Linked DNA regions of Mus musculus: region 1 is linked to region 2. A link is a contact called in public HiChIP or PLAC-seq data. All regions are on one chromosome and are shown on one strand. The core of a region is the stretch at or near the end of the contact, and the rest is flanking DNA. Distances in the headings are between cores, read along the strand shown.

Evidence for each region. HiChIP or PLAC-seq counts read pairs in DNA pulled down with a chosen protein or histone mark.
Region 1: a contact with region 2 is called in a FOXA1 HiChIP or PLAC-seq map of pancreatic cancer cells. The contact joins the enhancer-like site here to the promoter of Arhgap18 in region 2. A contact is called at or near these places in 5 of 39 promoter capture datasets (the 3T3-L1 cell line, the C10 cell line, embryonic stem cells and 1 more), 6 of 484 Hi-C or Micro-C datasets (the Patski cell line, cortical neurons, embryonic fibroblasts and 3 more), 1 of 115 datasets of contacts at active chromatin or transcription factors (pancreatic cancer cells) and 1 of 9 other capture datasets (liver).

What each region holds. Positions count from the first base shown.
Region 1 is chr10:26,993,291-26,998,974 of GRCm38.p6, forward strand. Lama2 (laminin, alpha 2) reads right to left here. Exons shown (of 65, transcript NM_008481.2): 59 at 113-225. Among named protein-coding and RNA genes, the nearest start is that of Gm40618, 14 kb to the left of the region's middle. Within about 2 kb of position 2,866, at least 78 of the 459 cell types and tissues checked have an H3K27ac peak or open chromatin away from gene starts, as enhancers often do. A contact at or near this core is called in embryonic fibroblasts and pancreatic cancer cells, where this site is marked.
Region 2 is chr10:26,768,519-26,774,149 of GRCm38.p6, forward strand. It overlaps Arhgap18 (Rho GTPase activating protein 18), which reads left to right and starts at 3,994. Exons shown (of 15, transcript NM_176837.2): 1 at 3,994-4,178. The coding sequence starts at 4,066.

The sequences.
Region 1 (5,684 bases), core at 1,616-4,115, 220 kb after region 2:
AGAGAATTAAAAAACAAATCTCTAACACTAGGAATTTTACACATAATTGATGAGACTTGATTAAATGTGAATATTCAGCAGCTCTTGTGCCGTGTTGCAGAATAATACATACCGATTTTTAACTTTGGTGTCATCAAAAGCAATTGCAATGTGGCTGTTTCTGGAAAGCCCAAACTGCTTGCTCCCTGTCAGAAGAGCTGGTTCTGATTCTGCAACACAAGGGCCCTGAGAAATACCAAGGACAGGAGATGAGATCATGGCCAGATACACGGACAATGTTGCTGTTGGAGTGTATTTAATGTATTCCCTTCCTGACCTTGAACAATGCAGAATTCCCTAACACTAAAACCCACCTCTTATTTATTTCTGTAATATTCAGGACAGGTACTTATGAAATGCTCAGTGAATTCAAACTAGTTTTCCTTAGTAATGCCTTGGGATTGCTAAAGGAATGTGTTAAAAAATGTATGGATACATTTATATTTTCCTTACTCTCTAGGGAAAACATTGCTTATATTTCTGGGGAAGCTGCAATTCCTTTTCCACATTTATTTCACCAATGAGGGGTTTTCTTTTTAGAAGATGGACCAGGGAGAACTATGGGCTAGCTACTTGGATTATAAGAATAGAAAAATGTGTTCCCCCTCATCTCCCCATTTCCATTTCCCACTATAGTATTTTTCCTTGGAAATTATCAGCCCACTAGAAGGTTGCTGTAAATTCAGAATTTCAAGATGGCAACCTGCAAGTCAGCCCACTCAGGGCCTTAGCTAGTTGCTAGGCAACCTGCACGTGTGGGCTTTTTTTTTTTTTTTTTTTTTTTTTTTTTAATGCAACCCACCATACACCATTTCCCCTGCTGCTGTTCAAAGATCAGCTTCCTAGGGTGCTTGAGCGAGACAGCTAGGTACACAGATGTGCAGTCACTTGCTCTAATGCTATGCTGTCACCACCTGGAAATTCATAATAATGTTTGATGAAGTGGCCCTGCATTTTCCCTTTGCACATGGCCTCACCAATCACATAACCAGTCCTGGCGACTTGGATTATAATGCATGGCTCAGGAAATAAGGTTTTTCAAATGACAAAGCCGCAAGCCTTCTCCACACTCTCTGTTTTCACAGGCTAGCTTGATGTACAGGTGGCTGATGAAGTTGTTTAGAGCCTGGGGTGTGTGAGAATTCATAACAATAACATGCACCCTTGCACGAACTCATCAGCTTTTCAGATCTGAGTTTAATGGCTTCGGGAGGGAGGCAGACCCAGCCAGTGCTGACTAGGTAGGTCCTCTCAAACAGCCTAGGGCAAGCTTTTGTGAGGAGTGTTCTCCAACAGAGTACCTCAGACATGACTTATCAGCACTCGGGACATCTTTATGTGAGAAAAAGCCTCATTCTCTCTTCTCTTGAGCTTGGTCAAAAGCGACCTATATTATGCCACAGCAGGCAAAAGGGCTTAAAAGTGTTTCAGGAAAGCTATAAAATTGGTCTTTATGGAGGTAGTTACTTTTTTGCCTCCCAGGAGATGGTCATTTATAAAAAGAAGACTGGCTGAAATTCATACATCTATGTAAAAGCCCAGTGGGCAGGGCAGGATAATCTATTCACAACACACAGCAATGCCTTTGCTATTACATGGCCAACAAAAGAAGCTCAAATGGTGACTTAATGTCCTGGCCCGAAAAGGCTATTAATAGAGCAAGAATCATTCTTGCAAATACTGTAGTATGCAGCCTTCCTTAGAATTCTCCAAGAGGATTCCATATGTTGTGAGTTCTTGTGGACAGAATTTCACCAAAACATCTCTAAATGTTTACCTCTGAAAACAGACACTAATAACATCAATGGATGCCATGGACTTACGGAACAATAATGTGCAGGCTGAAGAAATCTACCTGTGGGTAATGTTGCTGTTAGTGCTGCCACAGTCACTTGGTCATTCACCAAATAATATGCTAAGATAATATGCTAATATAAGCCATATTTTAATATGGCTACTAGAATGGACAGATGGCAGTTGTGAATAACGGGCGTTTTATTGGCGCTGTATTGTGGAATGTCATGTGACATTCCACAATACAGCGCCAACATGACTGTTGGTAAGCTGGAGAGTTATTGAACAGAGCCACAGCTGAGCAGCAGTCCCCCACACCTTGAACATATTATCAGATTTTCTAGACAGTCATTTCATAAACACATTCAGTTGGAGGAGAGAGGATTTAGCATAGGTCCTTCGACTCCTATGTCATTATATAGCATACTCATATACACAAGAGGAACATGGTGTAAGGGATACGCGTCACTTCTAGGCCCAAGGACATGCTTTTCCTATGTTTTGGAAACAATAATCTCTGAAAAATGCTAAAACAGCAATAACAGCAGCAATAATAGTAATTAAAAAAAAAAAACACCCAGCCTCAATCAATCTCAACATGTTACACTTCCGCCATCTGGTGGTGATGCTTCATAATACATGTAGCACACAGGGGAAAGGGGATAAAGGACAGGATGGCTTGTTTCTGCTTTGCAGGTGACAATTCTGAGGCACACAGGGATATGGGGAGCCTACTAGAGTAGTGTATTTGTCACTGAAGTAGCTGGAAAGGAAGCCATGCTCCTTGCAGTCACAGTCACAAGGAGAGGGGTCAGTTGTCCTAGCAAACCTTCCCACTCTGTTAAAAGTTCAGGTCAGTGGTCATTTCTAATTCCGGTGCAGTGCTGACACTTGTAAATTCATTAACAAATTCAAAGCAATGTATGATTTCTTGGTAAGTGGACTTTGAGTTTAGATAGCTGTAGAGCAGAGATTCCAACGGCATTTATCAAAACGAGCAGCAAGTGATGAGTCATGCTAAAAATTGTGTAATTTCCTTCCTTCATGAGTCAATGATCCCGTTAATAAGTGTGGGCTAAAGTCCCATCTGATGCTTTCCTTCGGTGATCTTTGTGGGTGAATACTAAATAGGTACTTTTTCAGCACTGACTTTGATGTCCTGATGCATACAATGCCTGCTGCTGTTCACTGAATCATGTGAACTCCTTGGATGTGAGCTCCTTGGTGGAACTGGTCATTTACAGGGATTTGTCATAAGACGGCCCCACCTGGGGTGTGGAGAATATGTTTTCCCTTTCAATACATGTCAGTGCCCAAGGCTGACTTATCCTATGGCTTCGACTATCTATAGCTTTTAGCATACTGGCACTCCCGTTGCTGCAGGAACCATTCTCTCTTGCTTTGCTTTTTTTTTTTCTTCTCAGCTCACATCTCTTCAATTTTCTAAGAACCTTATCTGAACTCTTCATTTCTACCAGAATCTGAAAGTGCCACATTCAACTTTCCAGCAAGATTCACATAAAAGAAATGCAACCAACTTGTCGTATGCCAATCCCTGTGGACTGTGCTTATCAAAAAAAGGCTTGGAGTCAATGCTGCAGCCACTCATCCCATGTGAACATATTGATGCATTTCTGCATTGATAAGCCCAGATGCTTATCAACTCCATCCCCATCATTGTAGATGAGTAATATCCACAAACATAATAAGCAGGGATGTCTTTCTCCCCAGATAGTAATGGGCTAAATAATCAGGGAGATAGTACAAGGGACTACTAGACTCCAGTTCTGTGAGATAAGATAACATGGAGAAAATACAGTCTAATCTAGGATGGTAGACCACATATAACCACAGAATTGACATATCCATTTCACAGGCCTTTTCCCAGGATACTCTTCAATTAGCCTGAAGCATAGTGAATGCTTTCTTTACATTATAAGCTGCTGGCAAAGTTAGGGGTGAAGAGTGTGAGGAAGGAACAAGTGGGCAAGAAAGACAACTCCTGTCAGTCAGGAAATATGGGGCTTGTAGGTAGAAGTTACCATCACCAAGATGAACCTGTGATGATTTTAAAAATTCCAACTTGAAATGTTGAAAACAAGATCTAAGAAGCATTTCATGCCTGAGTTTGAAATTGCTTACAAAGAGAACACATTTCAGTATCTGCCCCCTCCCCCGCCCCCAGTACTTATGTTTACCCTGAAAGTGTGAAAGTCTCCATCACCTAGTTCTCACAAAAGGAGATAGCATGATGGTTGTCACCACAGGCTAGACATGCTTCTAGCTGTTTTATGGACAGTATGTAATTCCTCACCTAATGATCATCAAAGCTAGTTGGATCACTTCAGGAGCAGGATATCACCTACATAGCTCATCTATCAATGGCAGGTGGTCTCTTCCTCCTTCTCTGTTCCTTCCTAGTTTGCCATGAAGATATAAATCTTACATATATTCCGCACTCAATGATTATATTTTATAAAATAAAATACTAAGGTAACTTTTTGTCTTAACTTTTATTCACATTTAGAAAGAAGGCTCCTTTTTTCCCCCAAAGAGAAAACGTAAATCAAATTAAATTGGATAATATGTATCATTATGAAATAGGAGCTGAATCTTTAAAATTCTGCTTGGTATGGTAGCACAGGCCTTGAACTTCAACACTTGAGAGGCAGAGGCTAGTGAATCTCCTATGAGTCTCAGACCAGTGTGGTCTACACAGTAAGACTCTGTCTTAAACAATTTCATGAAGTTGGAAAGTTCTAAAACTATGATTCTGACCCTACAGTCTTCAATTAATTCAATGTGGGGGGGGCAATTCAGGTGTGGCTTGGTGCTCTATTATTTGTGAGTATAATCCAAGACCGTTTTGTAATTTCTCTTATGGGGTCACTTATGTGCTGGAGAGATGGATTAGAACAACATTATTCTTCTTGCAGAGGACCCTGTGTTCAATTTCCAGCATCCATATGATGACTCACAACTGTCCTTACCTCCAGTTCTAACGGATCTAGTACATTTTTTTGAATGCTGCGTGTGTCATGTGGTGCTCATACATACATACATGCAAGCAAATATTCATAGACATTAAACCATAAGCAAAGAGGAGCTAGGATGTCCAAGATCTCTTCTGCCAGCGATGTGGTTCTTCCTGATCAAGAGGTTAACCTTCTCCTCAAGCCCTTGGCTTAGCTACTAAGTGCAATGCTATGTTTTTGAAAACAAATCATCTTGCTAGGAGAAAATGAAAACCAGAATTAGAATATGAGGCTCCAAGAAAACTCATTTGTAAAAGTCTCCATTGGGGCTGGAGAGGTGGCTCAGCGGGTAAGAGCACTGACTGCTCTTCCGAAGGTCCTGAGTTCAATTCCCAGCAACCACATGGTGGTTCACAACCACCCGGGATGAGATTTGACGCCCTCTTCTGGTGCATCTGAAGACAGCTACAGTGTGCTTACTACATATAATAATAAATAAATAAATCTTTAAAAAAAAAAAAAAGTCTCCATATTTTTGAAAACTGTGCTCTTCAGAAGCTAGAGTGATGTGCTTGAGGGACCCCTTAGAGGAAATTGTTTAGAATATACAGGGATATCCTAGACACAAATGAGTTGTATCATAAGAGAGAAGGACAAGGGGGATGCTGGCTAGGTTCTGGCACTGTCAGATAAGATAATATGAGGGAAGCGCTGTCTAACTTTGGATGGCTAACAATGTACTAGGCATAAATTGAGTTATTCATTTCACAGGGAAAAATGAAGTGTTCAATAAAGGCCACTAATGGCCTTCTCTATCCCATCCCAAACAAACAAACACACAAAGATGGAGAACTACTGATGAGAAGGTCCAAGAGG
Region 2 (5,631 bases), core at 2,744-5,243:
ACCAGTCCTACTAGCTGTCTATCTGCCTGTGACAGGCATATCTTTAAACCAGTAGCAACAGAACCTACAGGGAAGGGAATGAGGAGGAGCCTGAAGAATTTCCATGTAATGAGTAGTTTTCAAAGTTTATATATAATGTTCCGGGATTCAGCTTGTATCACAGTTAATCTTCTGCCTGAACCCAAATGTTATTTGAACTTGTAAAACATCTATATTTTAACCTGCACATTATGATTAATTCATTAAATAAGTGAAGATACTATAATTAGGTAGAGATATGACCTAATTATTGTTTTGGTTTCTAGTGAACAACATCTGTCATTATCAATTGACTCATGAGCACTGACTTTGTCCCCTGCATAGTACCCAGAGACTGAAGATTCAATACAGGAAGGAGAGAGAATAGAAAAGAAATGAATCAGATATAAAAGGAGGCCCAGGGAGGGGAACATAAGGAGGGGTGAAACAGAGAAGACACAAGAACTATAAGAAGTTCTAAAACATAAGGCATTGAAGAGCAGTTACCTTTAAGCAAAGATGGCAGGAGGGTGGAGGGGACCCTTCACCATTTTCCCATACAAGGTCATTTAAAAGCAGAAGCTCTAATCTACTTTCCCTCTGGCTGTCTCTTTCTGTAATTTTTTTTTCTTTTTCATTTTATCTGAACTGGTACACACTTCAGTGGTGCTTGTGTGCGCCTTTGAGCCACTTGGCTACTGGTTTGGGTTGAAATGGAAGGAACCTTCAGAGTCACTTAATTCTTCCTCCATTTAGCATTTCCTCCGAGGCCTGGGCTGTGGGAAAATGAGAAGTCAGATGCCAAAGGGAAGACAAAGGAAGACAGTGTCCAAGAGGAGAGGGATGTGTAGGTGAGGCAGAAGCCCCACTCAGGGCAAAAAGCAAGAATAGCAGTGGATCCTGGGCATTTGAGAGTCGTCACTGAAGGTTTGTGAAGTGGTGACATCATTGAAGTAGTGCTGGTACATTCAGTTACAGTGTGACAGAGAGTTCAGAGAAAGTGACAAGAGTGGGCACACCTTCACTTCCAGCACGTAGGAGGAAGAGGCAGGCAGGTCTCTGAGTCTGAAGCCAGCAAGATCTACAGAGGGAATTTCAGGACAGCCAGGAGTATTCAGAGAAACCAAACCCTGTCTTGGAAAATAAAACAGAATGGAGCTAACACCTGCCTGGAAGTCCCAGCTTGAGGAAGTGAGGGTATGGAGGAGAGGACAGCAGAGAGCCCTTAGGCGGAGGACATGGAAGTAGTGGACAACTAATTGTAGGGAGAGAAATATAGAGCAGGGTCTTTTATATATGTGTGTATACTGTCGATCTCTTCAGACACACCAGGAGAGGGCATCAGGTCCCATTACAGATGGTTGTGAGCCACCATGTGGTAGCTGGGAATTGAACTCAGGGCCTCTGGAAAGAGCAGTCAGTGCTCTTAACCGCTAAGCCATCTCTCCAGTCTGGGCAGTGTCTTTTAAAAGGAGCATTGTGTGTGAGTTCACAGTGACATAACAGAAAAGACATTTTTGAAAAGAAGTACATATTTGAAAGGGCCAGGATGATAGCTCAGCAGTCCTGAGCACCGATGGCTCTTCCAGAGGACATTAGTTTGACTTATAGCACGAACACGGTGGCAGCTGTATGTGACTCCTGTTCCAGGCAGTATTATGCCTGCAGACGATTTGATATGAATGCAGGCAACCCTGCAGGGCGTTTTCTTAATCAGCGGTTGATGGGGGAGGACCCAGCCCATTGTGGGCAGTGCCATCCCTAAGCTGTGGCCCTGGGTTCTATAATAGATCAGATGGAGCGAGCCAGGAAGTAGTAACTCTCCCCAGCCTCTGCATTAGCTCCTGTCTCAAGGTTCTTGCCCAGTTTAAGTTCCCGCCTCAGTTTCCCTGATGTGGATATGTAATCCAAGTGAACCCTTTTCTCACCTTGTTGCTTTTGATCTTGATGTTTCACAAGTAAGACAGTGGATATATTATGTAGTTGTTGTCTATTTTTGTTTGTTTTGAGACAGGGTCTCTGTGTGGCCCAGACTGGTCTTGAACTTGGATGCACCTGCCTTTGCCTCCCAGTGCTGGGATTAAAGGTATGTATCACCATACCCAGCTGACAATGGGTATTTTAAATATGAATGACGTTATCTCTCAGTCTTAAATAATGAAAAATATAAACCAGATATGTGTAGAATGGCAAAATCAGAAGCATCGAGGAGTTTTATCTCGGTTAACCAAGAGTGACCACAAAGGTAAGCAAGAATTTCAGTTAGTGACTGGGGATTCAGACCCTTTGGTTGCTTCCTTGCCTGGGTTCAGTCTCCCCACCCACTCCCATACAGACTGACAGTCACAGTTGCAATTGGCAGGACTACTGGCATATACTTGTCCAGAGAATCCCCAAATTTAATGTTCTCAACTGGGTAGCAAGTTCAAGGCTAAAGTCAGGGCTAGAAAGATGGCTCAGTAGTTAAAAGCATATGCTATTTTTCCAGATGACCTGAATTTGGTTCCTAGCACTATGATGGGCAGCTTTCAACTTCTTTATAACTCCATCTCTGAGGAATCAGACAGTCTCCCCTAGCCTCTGGGGCACCAGAACATTTGTAGCAAACACTTGGAGGGACACACAAACATGCAAATCAGTAACCAGCCCAACAACAACAGCAGCAGCAGCAGCAGCAGCAGCAGCAGCAAGGTATGGTTCTAAGAATAGCACTTGGGGACAGAAATAGGAAAATCTATGGTTTGAGACCAGCCTGGTCTACACAGAAAGTTCCAGGCCAGCCAGGGCTATTTCATCTAAATGTGTGTTGTGTGTGTGTCTCTGTGTGTGTGTGTGTGTAAAATAATAAAATATATATCAAGCAAAATGTTTCAATTGAGATTGTCACATATATCAAAGAGCAAGAATTTTTGTTTTTAATTTTTAGGACTAGGAAACCCAGAAAATGATTTTTTAAAACTGATGTTTGAACTTGCTTTTTTCAGTTGACTAAACAAGGCGGTATCTAGGTGGGCATCTCCTGGCACTTACTATCTTATTTTGGTCAAGATATTTCACCTGTCCACTGGCTATACTCTTTCTAATAATATTCTCTCTCTCTCTCTCTCTCTCTCTCTCTCTCTCTCTCTCTCTCTGTGTGTGTGTGTGTGTGTGTGTGTGTGTGTGTGTGTGTGTGTATCTGTGTCTGGCACAAGCTGGAGTATTCTTGGGCATACCCCCAACCCCACCACTGGAAAGTAATAGGTTCTCAGCAAATGTTGGAACTTCTTATTTTGACTATTAACTTTTTTTTTTTTTTTTTGGTTTTTCGAGACAGGGTTTCTCTGTATAGCCCTGGCTGTCCTAAAACTCTGTAGACCAGGCTGGCCTCGAACTCAAAAATCTGCCTGCCTCTGCTGGGATTAAAGGCCTGCGCTACCAAGCCCAGCTGACTGTTAACTTTTAACAGGCATTAGGTAGACAGTTTAAAGTTTATTTTTCCCAAATAGTGTTTGATTAAAAAAAAAAAAAAAAAAAAAAAAAAAAAAAAAAAAAAAAAAAGGTGTGCTTGATATTGCAGGGCACACAATAACACAGTATATTTTGTAGCGGAAAGCAAAGCCTTTCTGGTGGGCCAGATGGCATTGTGACCTTTGATTGGGCTTCTTGGTTTGGCTGTGGTGAATGTCGAATGCCTGAAGGGGTTAAGGAATGCCTTCCTTGAGTGATGCGAAGCAGCAGAAATAATCAGGTAGTAGTAACACATGGGGAAGGGAAAAGACTCTGTCCTAACCACGGTTTCCTCAGGCCCCCTTAACAACTGCTGCTGCTGCAGCGGCGGCTGCTGCAGCCTGGGATTGCCGGGTTTAAACAAAGCTGTGAGTCACACACAGCCTGTAACTGCAGGGCCAGGAAGCTCTGCGGGAGAGGCCACGCCTCTCTCCCTGTGAATCGCTGGCCCGGACAGGGGAGGGGCTGGCCCTTGCTAATGAGCAAGTTGGTCAGGCGAGACAGGAACTTCATTCCCCTCTGTGTCAGAATCCCAGAAATTATGCCCCTTCTCTCACCATGAACTGGCTATCGAGTTCCTCGGGAGTTGTGCTAACTGCTTACCACCCCAGCGGCAAGGACCAGGTCGCTGGGGACAGCCATGTAAAGGGAGGCGACGAAGCCACCTCCAGGTAAGGAGGAAAAACAAAAACCCTCTACCTGCCCAAGGAACAAAGTGACAGGGAAGTTGTCAAGAGCGGAGAGAATCACCTCTGTACTTGAAGCCTGACCTGACGCTGCAACATAGGCGGTTGGCTAGTTCTTTGCATCTCATTTACTCGAGTGCAAGAGCCCTTCTGGTTACCAGTGGAGGATGGGGGGAGTCGGGGGCGGGGGTGTGTGGGAGGTGACTCTGTGGCGCTCCGACCAGTTGCTTAGCAGGTGCATGTGCAAATACTGACTGATCAAATGACTGTATCGGAAACACTCTCTGGGAGATGGAATTCTTGAATGGGCTCAAAACGCCGCTGGAACTGTTAGCTGGGAAAGTCTGCCAAATAGCAGGGAGGCTGGTCACTCTTCTTGCTGTTTTGAGAGTGGCACCCTCCTCCTCTCTCTGAAAGCAGACCGCTTGGGCAAAATGCCCAAGTCAGTGGCCTGTGGCTGTGCTGTTCGCATTCTTCAGTGTGTGTAGATTACTCGCACAGCCAAACACACCCCTCCCTGCACTCTTGGGATTTCAAAGGGGAGTTTTTGTCAGCAGGCAGTAAGTACTCTGTTGGTAGAAGGAGCGTGGTTAATGTAAAATCACTTTATAGGCAGATAGGGCAAACGTTCTATAGACCATTGAGTCGCAGAGTCCTCTCTGCCTCTCTGTGTACTTTGTTCTGTTTTTCAAGGTTGGTTTTTCCCCTGCCTCTTCCTTTCTCGCCTTAATGACCTTCTCCCTAGCTGAAACCAGTAATCTCCAGTCTTAGATAGAAATTGCAAACATTGGCCTGGAAGATTGAAAAAAAAAAGTTATCAGTAAGTCCAATTCCATCTTGATATTAAAGGTGATAATGAACACTTTATTGTTCCTGGGTACTTCACGCCTGTGCCTTCCAAAGAAAAGAATGCCTTCTTTCATTGGTTTCCCAAATCCTTAACCGCGTGGGGCGTGTGAAAAATCAAAGGAAAGGTTAGACCTTGCCTGGGGAACTTTGCTTCTTACTTGTTGCCCTCTGTATGGAGGCCATTGGATAAACTCATTTCCAAAGTTCAAAGGGAGTGGTTGCTTTGGGGCTACACATGTAACCATTTTGTTTCCTTTGAGATTTATCAAGCGTTTCCATGCATGCTTCTGCAGGACAGTAAAATATTCATCTTTTAGCAGCAAGCAGCCAGCAACAGCAAACCAACAGTAAGCAGCCCTAGCTTGTCTTCCTTCTGACAGTTAAAATAGCCCAAACTGTGAGCTCCCAAGTTCTTCATTTGTCACTGGCTTCAGGCTGGGTGGGCTTGAGGACTGAGCTGAGTCTTGGGTCTCCGTTGTGAGAGTGAATTAAAAGCGCTGGGACTTTGGGTCCCAACCTTCATCCCACTGTTCAGACTCAAACTCCAGAAATCCCGCTCAGGTGTAGCAAAGTCTCTTAGGGGAAGCTT